2 separate regions of the Zea mays genome follow, and region 1 is linked to region 2. The links are chromatin contacts, called in public Hi-C maps. All regions are on one chromosome and are shown on one strand. The core of a region is the stretch at or near the end of the contact, and the rest is flanking DNA. Distances in the headings are between cores, read along the strand shown.

Region 1 (4,997 bases), core at 2,360-4,859, 290 kb before region 2:
TGTAGACCACTTTCCAACTCTTCATGTGGCTTCTCTATTTCTCATTATATCCTTGAGAGCTTGCGAAGAAGGTACTATGATATGGTATGTCTAGAAATAACGCCGAAGCTTTCTGGATGCCATCAGTACAGCATATAATACCTTCTCCAACTTTGTGTAATTTTTCTTTGATGGGCTAAGTACTTTGGAGGTGAAGTACACTGGCACTTGCTTCTTTGCTTGGCCATCCTGCTTTTCTTGTACCAACGCTGCACTAACCGCAGCGTGGGAAGCAGCCACATATAACAGCAATGGAGTTCCTGAGGAAGGTGGGGTTAGAGTTGTTAATTCTATCAAGTACTGCTTCAGTTCTTCGTAGGCCTTTTGCTGAGTTAGTCCCCATTGGAAGACTTCGGCTGACTTTAATACTTCAAAGAATGGCAAGTACCTCTCTGCTGATCTTGAAATAAATCTATTCAACGATGCCAGCCTTCCTGTCAACTTCTAGGCACCTTTTTGTGACTTTGGTTGTTCCATCCAAAGTATGGCTTCTATCTTCCTTGGGTTGGCTTCGATGCCCTTTGTTGATACCAAACAACCAAGAAACTTTCCCTTCTTCACTCCAAAGACACATTTTTCTGGATTCAACTTGAGAACAGTCCTTATGAAATTAGCAGTTGTTTCTAGCAAATCAGCAATGTAATTTTCTTGCTTCATGCTTTTGACTATGATATCATCAACATATGTCAGCACATTCTTGCCAATTTGGGAGTGGAGAACTTTGGCAGTCATCCTACTGAAGCTTCCTCCAACATTCTTGAGCCCCTCGGGCTCCAAAGGTAGCAGTATGTCCCACTGGGGGTTATGAAGCTTGTCTTGGGCTCGTCTTCTTTCTGCATCGAAATTTGGTGGTAGCCTGAATAACAATCCAATAGGCTCATTAGCTCCGAAGTAGCTGCTGCATCCACTAGAGAGTCTATTCTTGGTAAAGGAAACTCATCCTTCGGATATGCCTTATTAAGATCTGTGAAGTCAATGCACACTCTCCACTTTCCGTTGGCCTTCTTCACCATTACAGTATTGGCCAGCCACTCTGGATATGTTACCTCTCTGATTACTCTGGCACTCAAAAGCCTTTTGACTTCGTTTCGTGCACCTTCGGCTTTGTCATCGGACATCTTCTAAAGCCTCTGCTTTCTTGGCTTGATAGCCGGGTCTACATTAAGTGAATGCTCGATGACATCTTTGTTGACACCACAGAGATCATTGGCTGACTAGGCAAAGACATCCTTGTTGTTGAACAGAAACCTCAACAGGGTTTTTTCTTGTTCATCAGATAGTTGCGATCCCAACAACACCTTCTGCTCAGCTATGTCCTCACATAGGAGCATGGGCTTCGGTTGGTCTGCTGAGACAGCCTTATCTCTTTTGTGCTTGTACTGCTGATGAGCTTCGGCTTCATCTATGTTATGAATAGCCTTCGAATCTGTCTAGTTCCCTTCGGCCCTTCTAGCAGCCTCTTGACTCCCATGCACAACTATGGGGCCTTAGTCTGATGGTATCTTCATGCATAGATATGTTGGATGAAGTATTGCTTCAAAAGCATTTAATGTTCCTCGCCCAATGATGGCATTGTAAGGATACTCCATATCAACAATATCAAAGACAACTTGCTCTGTCCTTGTATTGTGAACATAACTGAAGGTAATTGGCATGGTTATCTTGCCAAGTGCCATTATTTGCCTTCCTCCGAAGCCATAGAGGGGGTGTGTTGCATCATGTATCTTGTCATCCTGCTCCTGCATCTGCCTAAAAGCTTTTGCAAAGATGATATCTGCTGCACTGCCTGTGTCTACAAGGACATGGTGAACCAGAAACCCCTTGATGACACAAGATATAACCATTACATCATTGTGAGGATAATCCTTGAGCTGAAGGTCTTCCTGGGAGAAGGTGATTGGTATATGAGACCACATGGACTTGATGAAGGGTCCATGAACTCCAACATGTTGTACCCTTCTTTGTGCTTCCTTCTTCTGCTTCTTGTTGGTTGGTTCAGAACTTGGGCCGCCTGTGATTGGGAGCACCAGCTTCGTAGCTGAAGGTGCCACATCTTGGTTGCCTTGCAAAGCCATTGTCGCAGTCGTGGAAGTGAGTTTACCGGAGGTGGGCACCAATGTTAGTCACTTGTTCTCAGATGTTGTAGGTCAAGAACAAGGCAACACGATTGTAAATTATTACGGACCTTCATCTTCCGAAGCATTATCTCCACATGGGTATAATGCTCATCAGACGAAGGTCAAGAAGGACATACCTTCATCATTTAATATGTGAATAGGAATGTGAAAGGATAAAGACAGTAACTGTATTTCATTAATTCATTTATATTTGCATTCCATAAAATGTATATGAATATTAACAGTATTAATATTACATTGATACCTTCGTCTTGCTCGAAGGTAAAGACGCAAAAGAGTGATTACAAATCAGCGTGAACAATACGGTGTTACTATTCATCTATTTATAGGCACGGGACGCAGCCCGGGTAATATTACATTCATGACCCTCAACATTTATCTACAGACAACCTGAAATACTAAGGTCTATCTGGTCTTTCCTTCTTCTGCTTGACTTGAACCGAAGCTGATGGTAGCTTGGACATTTGTCAATATTGCTTCTACTCAAGGTCCTCGTCTTGAGAACCTTCAGTAGAGGAAAAGAGGATCTCTGTATCCCTTTGTCGAAGGTGTTTTTGCCTTGAGGACCTTCGGCGGAGAAGAAACCCCCAACAATATGGATTAGCTAAGTTTATTCCATTAATTTCATACTTAAAATTAATTTCTTTATTTAATTTTATGAATCACACAGAACCTAGGAGTGCAGATTGCAATACCTAAAACTTCGGGGTTTAATTTGATAAAATTAGGACTGGGTTGTAATAGCTTTATGTAACACTCAAAAATTTTAGTTTGGGATTCATAAAAATTTTATTCAAAACTATTTGAGTTAAACTATCATAGATTCCTTTCTTGTCAAAGTATATCTCACTAAAATAAATAAATAGTAATAACAAGAGCTTAGTAGGTTAAGAACTGAGATTCAAATCTGAAAAACTAAAGTTCAAGTTGAAATTACGGAACAATAGGTAAAAGAAACACTTTCAATCTATTTATTATAACTTTATAATTAGAGCACTCCTTAAACAATATTTGACTCAAATCATGGTGAAGTTTTTATATTAAATTTCTCCCAAACAAAATAAAGTAATGTGTGAATTATTCTCTTAAGAATTATGCATATAGAAACATTTATTTAGGTGAATAATTAACCAATAAATAAATAAAATAAACTTTGCATGGCATCCTGGATCTTTGACTGAGCATTGAATTAAGTTTGAAATTCAAACCTTGTTTGAATCTGCTTTAGAGTTCAAAATTTGAAAATAGAAATGAAATAAGAATTTGGAAAAAAAGAAGAGATGGTAACCCTGTGCTTGGGCCGAATTCCCTGCTTCTGGCCCACTTCTCCTCACGGTCAGGCCATCTCCACTTCTCTCCCCGCATGTCCCATTCCACTCCTTTCCCCTTTTCTTTTGTTTTGTCACACTTACGTGCGGGGCCCGCTTCGTCAACCTCCCACACTGCGTCCGCGTCCCATCTCTGCGCGCACGCGCACGAATCGATGCTGCGTGGGCCTGGCTTGCCAGAATCACCTTTCCCCCGTAACAAACCATGTTGGACTTCGTGTGTGCACTGGGAAATCTTCGCTCCCAGCTCTGGACCAAGGGAAACCCAACAGATCCCCCGTGACTGTCGTTGTTGATTGGATGCTATAGATTCACGCACTTCTCGGGGCCATGGAACCCCTCGGCTATATAAAAGTGCTTGGCTCCGTAACACCCCCTGCATCCTGCTGCCAGTGCCGGAAAGAGAGATAGAAGAAAATGGCTGCCACCCTAGAAAACCTATTGGCGACCGTCGGGTCCCCTATGGGCGGTCGGGGAGAGCCACCAGTGATGCCTGCATGTGGCCGACGTGGTTCTAGGCATGAGGACCCCCCAGTGGTTCGCCAATTTCTCAACGGAGTTGGGCGCCACGGCGGACCCGCACCAAGCCATGGTCGGGGGCTGTCGGCATGTTCATCCTGGTAAGAACACTCCTACCTAGTTCGTTCTGGTCTCTTCTACGCGTAGCACCATTCAGTTTGGGGTTTGGGGCTCTAGGGCGCAACATCACCTGCTCCGGCGAGTGCATCGCCATGGGAGCTCTGCTCCACCGCGCTGTCCCGCGTTCAAGCAGGAGGGAGACAGGAATCGCGCACCAGCCGTTGACCCTGGCGCGGGCGGTACAAATTAAAACGTAGCTTACCCCTTGACTTGATGGGTTGTGCGCCGTTTGATCGGGAACGAGGGGATAAGATTAGATCATGTTTGCATAAAATCCTGACCGTTGGTAAGAGATCCGGTGACCGGAAAAGCATATCGGTTCGGATTTTGATCCCGGTCGTCCGATCCAAATTATGCGCGTAAGATTTGATCGTAGTGTTTAAAATCTAGGCCGCTGATCTTGGGATCAACGGTTCTCAGTACATACCAGTTCGATTAAATAGTGATCTAATCGATGTCGTCCATTTGTGATCCAACAGATCTTAATGGTCAGTAACCCCTTCGCCCGAGCCGTTTTACAAAAGAGCCCCCACAGGTCATACAAAACAACCCACGGTCCTTCCACCTTTAAGAATCAAAACAAGCGGGTCCTGGAATTTAGGGTTTGAACTCTGAGCTCTCGGGATTTTGTTCCCTCGGTCCAAATGCTATTCAAATTTATGAGTAAATCCTAGAAATTGATTTTTAGTGTAACATAAATTCAGAAACTTTTGTAATTCATATTTAATCCACTGTAACTCCAATTTGACCCGTTCAAATTGCGATAGTTTTGTGATAAATTTGCCTACGCAGTAGTAACATTAGTTGTGACATACCCCACACTTTTAAAATTAGAAGTTTCCCTTTGAGTAGT
Region 2 (5,190 bases), core at 1,042-3,541:
AATTGTGTGGTACTGCGTACACACTGTAGTTCCTTTTGTATTAAGTGTAGTAGTGATGAGGTAATGCATTGCACATGTACTACTGAGCTAAATCTATGTACTTGTGCCTGTTGTGGCTAAAAAGCATATGTTTAAGAAAAAACTGCTTTCTGTGAATGAGGTACTAGCAATCTGTGTACATCGTGGCTCTAAATGGCTAAGTCCGTGTACTTGTGTTTATATGAAATCTGAAATAACAGCTGAGGCTATTTTCTCAGTACTACTGAGGCTATTTATAGTTTCTCGGAAACTATTCTTCAGTATCTTGGGAACTTTTGTTCAGTTTCAACTGAACTATTTTTAAGTTTCTCAGGAACTAGAGACTATTTTCTCATCAACTATTGTATAGTTTCTCAGGACCTATTCTTTAGTTTCTTAGGAACTATTGTTCAATCTCTCATGAACTATTTTTCTGTTTCTCAGGAACTATTGTTGAGTTTGTCTTGAACTATTGTATAGTTTCTTAGAAATAAATATTGTTCAGTTTCATAGAAATCTGAAATAACTGCAGATTCAAGTGACTATTTTCATAGAAATATGAAATAACTATAGATTTAAGTGACTATTTTTACCGAAATCTGAAATAACTGTAGTTCATAGAGTACAAGGGAAATAGAGGAGTATTTTCATTAGAAAGCAGTGCTTGAGATCATGAATGAATTCTAGACTATTTTCACTAGAGAACAGTAGTTCATTTCACAAATTACAGTTTCAAACAAGTTCACATACCGGTACACACTGCACTTCACATATTACAATTTAAGTGGCCAGATTACACTTTCTTCTTCTTCGGGGTGATTTTTAACTAAACATCTAAGAATGTGTGGAGACGATGTTGCTCCTGCTGAAATAGTACTACCAGCTTCTGTCGTAGCAATCTGTGATGAGACACCCCCAGCCCTCCAGTCACCACTTCTTCAGTCCTTGTATTAGGAACCACTTCATCAGTATGTTACTGTCATATAGCCCGAAGCTCTTTAGGAACCACTTCATCAGTACGTTGCCCGTGAACTATCTCGTGTACATGCAACCTATAGAGCATAATGGAATTAAATAGTTGTGACCTAACCACATAAGAATCTAACTAGGTATATGCTCGTGTGTTGCTATGATAAAATACATTAATATACAAAAAATATTGTGTTTTATAATATTAACTCCGTAGCAACGCACGGGCATATACCTATAACATACATATGTATATAAGTTATCGTGTTATTATACGGTTCCGTTACGTTGCAACGCACGGGCACTCACCTAGTTTAAGAGTGAAGGTAATACTAGTTTTCATTAATTCTGCTAGAGTTAGATATAACATATGAAGCTGAATCATAAGTAAGGAATTAAATTAGTCACATACTCACATACATAAATTGATATGTGTGTGCGCGCTTTTCTTTGTTTTGTCTTTTAAAATGCTTGAAGCTAAAATGTGATGAGCAAATCAGAACATCCTATTTTGTAATCAGAACATTCTATTTTATATTCTGTCAAATGCAACATTGGATCACGCAACATTGTGTGGCCCAAAATATTTCTCCTCATAACTTCGAAACAAGCCCTTCCGACATAAAAAAAACAAAAGTTTAGCACAACCCACAACATAGATCTGGAAATACTACGTACAAAACAACAAAAGAAAAAGAAATTTGCTATTTTGTCTCTCTTAATTTTGACAGTCTATTATTATATCATTATATATATAATTGATAGGATCATTTATATCTATAATTTGTGGGTTCGATAACATATTGACAAACCCAGGCTGCAAAAGAAGTGGAAGATAACACGCTTCACCTTAGGCTAGCCGCAGTGACGGACTCGATGCCCTACCCTACCCGGCGTAGAGTTACTCGGCGTGCTGCAGCCATCTGCTGTATGGTGTACTCTATTTTGGCGCATGGGTGGACGAACGTCACAGCTAGGGTCATACGAAAGCAACTGTATACACTGTGTGTCTGTGTCCGTGAGCAACTGCATCCAATCATACGAAAGCAACTGCATACACATGCAGCATCGTGTGTATGGAAAAAATTAAAAAATTGATATAATATTTTGTAGTTAATATAGGGTTGAGATATGGAGTATATATGACTGCGGAGGATTATGGTATAGAGTAGAGAACCTTGCTGACAAGGACAAAATATTTTTTTTAAAGTAGAAATTTAGAGTTGTATGAGTGCGGATAGCCTTAGCTCCGCCTGTTTGCCTTCCTTAATATCTCACCTTGGTTTGTACTGCTGCGTGGTTCAGTGGTTGTGCCATCGTCTGGCGCCATCTCCTCCCAAAATTACACGCAAACCAAAGTAAAAAAACCATGTGTATTTACCAGCTACAAAAAAAACTGAAATCCGAAGAAACACACATATAAAATATCTCGGAGATAATTTTACTCCCCAGCCCGACCTAAAACCCTCACCTTATCTTCTCATCGCCTCCCTCCTCCCAGCTTCCTCGAATCTCACTGCTGCCGCCACTGTTTTCTTGCTTCGTTGCGTGCTGGCGGAGCAAGAGGCGGCCATGGCCACCACCAGCGACGCCGCCCCAGTCGCGCCTGTGGAGGAAGAGAGCACCTCCCCGGCAGCCGCAGAGGAGGAGCCGCCCAAGAAAGTCGAGGCGTCCATGGCCACCACCGACGTCGCTCCAGTCGCGCCCGCCCCCGTGGAGGACGAGAACCTGGCCTCGGCGGCGGCCGAGGAGAGTCCGAGCAAGAAAGTCGAGGCGGCGGCGGCCCAGGAGGAGGTGGAGGAAGTGGTGGAGGCGCCAAAGAAGGTCGTGGCGGGTGGGGGAGAGGAGGAGGAGGTGAGATTGGAGGGGATAGATGAGGGCTTTGGGGGTCCGGAGGCCGAGAACGGCCAGGCGAAGGGTGTCGGAGGAGGATATGATAGCGGGGATGTAAAAGAGGCGGATGCGGAGGATAAAGGTGGGAATTTGGGTCCGACAGAGGCCGAGGCCGAGACCGATGACGGCGGCGAGGAACCGGCGTCGGGGGACGGGGAAACACCCGCTTCTTTGGCAGCGCCCATGCCAGTGGTGGAATCCAAGTCGGAGAACGCCGAATTGGGGGATGGAGATCCTTCTCTGGTTTTCCTTGATGCGCTGGAAGGTGATGAGATGGGCGAATTACGGGAGGAGCAGGACGAGGACACAGGTGCTTCAGTGGAGGTAAAGGTTGTGGATAAGGTGGCAGATGATGCCGAGCCACCGGTGACTGAGGAGGAGAAACTGGAGCCAGAAGTTGAGAAGGGCGAGGAGGTAGGTCCTCGGAGTGGAGATGGTGGTGAGTTGAGCAATGAGAAGGAGGTTGAGGTCTTTTCTCTTAGAGAGGAGGCGGTGGAACCACAGGATATGGTAGCCCATGTTTCTGAAGCTAATGGTGAATTGGGTGATGAGAAGGAAGCAAGTGATGATGTGGTGGTTCTTGGAGTTGAAGAAGCCCCAGAAGAACCATCTAACAAGGATACTGATGGTGATGAAGTCCTGGTTCTCGGAGGTAAAGAAGCACCAGAAGAATCAACTAAGAAGGATGATGATGTTGAAGACGAAGCCACCAAGCCTGAGCCAATGAGTGAGGCAAGTCCAGTGGTAAGTCAGCATCCTCAATCTGATTTAGTTGCTAGTAGTCTTGATGTCGGTGGGGACGTAAACAATGCAAATGTTACACTGACCCAGGTTCTGAATGACGGAAGCATAGAGGAGCTTGCTCCTGCAAGTGCTGACAGTGTGCTTGAGGATAGCCTTGAGAAGGAGCAGAATGCTGAAAACCTGGCCACTGCCAGTGAAGCGGTGGAAGATGTTGGTGCCGAGGTTGAGAATGTTGCTGCTCCTAGTGTCGATGGTATCTTGTCTCGGGAGTTGGCTCCAGAATCAATCAATGAAAATAATGGCGCTGATGAGATTGAAGGTGCCACTGAGGTTGTTGATCGTGAAGAGGAGGTTGCTTATAATGACATAATTGAGGCTGTGCCAGATGACGAGGATGGGATTGATAATGAGGCTGATGATGATAATGACGGGGCAAACTCTAACACGAGTCCTGCACGGGTTGCAATCTTAGAGAGCTCTGAAGCCGCGAAGCAGATCATGAAGGAGCTTACAGAAGGCTCCTCTAGTGGTAATGTCTCAAGAGACTTCACCAATAGCATGGATGGGCAGATTATGCTTGATGATTCTGAGGATGATGATGATGGGGATGAGAAGGAATTTGATTCTGCTGCCTTGGCGGCCCTTCTGAAAGCGGCAACTGGTGGATCCTCAGATGGGAATGTCACAGTTGCTTCACAAGATGGTTCTAGAATATTCACCATGGATCGACCTGCTGGTCTTGGTTCATCAGCCCCTTCTCTCAGGCCGACTGCACCTCGCCAACCTGCCAGGTCAAACCTATTCAGCCCCTCAGAGCTAGCAGTTACTGCTGACCCTACAGAAGAGATGACAGAGGAAGAGAAGAAGCTACACGACAAGGTTGAGTTGATTAGAGTAAAGTTTCTGCGTCTGGTTTACAGGCTGGGAGCTACTCCTGAAGAAACGGTTGCAGCACAAGTGCTGTATCGTCTGAGCCTTGCTGAGGGTATCCGACATGGTAGGCAGACAAATCGAGCATTCAGCCTTGATAATGCACGGAGAAAGGCCTTACTTCTTGAAGCAGAGGGAAAGGAGGATCTGAACTTCTCATGCAACATACTTGTTCTAGGAAAGACTGGAGTTGGCAAAAGTGCAACTATCAATTCTGTATTTGGTGAAGAGAAGTCCAAAACTGATGCTTTTAGCTCAGCAACCACTAATGTGCGGGAAATCATTGGGGATGTTGATGGTGTCAAGATTAGAATCATTGATACACCTGGCCTTCGTCCCAACGTTATGGACCAAGGATCAAACAGAAAGATTCTTGCTGCTGTCAAGAAATATACCAAGAAATGTCCGCCAGATATTGTTCTATATGTGGATCGTCTGGATAGTCTGAGCCGTGATCTCAATGATTTGCCTCTTCTGAAGACAATTACCTCTGTTCTTGGCTCATCCATATGGTTCAATGCCATTGTTGCCCTCACACATGCTGCGTCTGCTCCTCCTGAAGGCCTCAATGGTGCTCCCATGACATATGAGGTCTTGATGGCTCAGAGATCCCACATCATCCAGCAGTCCATCAGG

The links. Hi-C and Micro-C count contacts between places; a contact is called where the count stands out from the background.
Region 1: a Hi-C map of ear shows a contact between it and region 2, with 3 times the contacts expected there. The contact joins the enhancer-like site here to the promoter of LOC103643094 in region 2. A contact is called at or near these places in 2 of 25 Hi-C or Micro-C datasets (ear and leaf).

Annotation. Positions count from the first base shown.
Region 1 is chr6:58,231,358-58,236,354 of Zm-B73-REFERENCE-NAM-5.0, reverse strand. No RefSeq gene overlaps it. Among protein-coding and RNA genes, the nearest start is that of LOC100194056, 62 kb to the left of the region's middle. Within about 2 kb of position 3,609, at least 18 of the 20 cell types and tissues checked have an H3K27ac peak or open chromatin away from gene starts, as enhancers often do. A contact at or near this core is called in ear and leaf, where this site is marked.
Region 2 is chr6:57,935,678-57,940,867 of Zm-B73-REFERENCE-NAM-5.0, reverse strand. It overlaps LOC103643094 (translocase of chloroplast 159, chloroplastic), which reads left to right and starts at 2,291. Exons shown (of 2, transcript XM_008666263.3): 1 at 2,291-3,624; 2 at 3,712-5,190. The coding sequence starts at 2,560.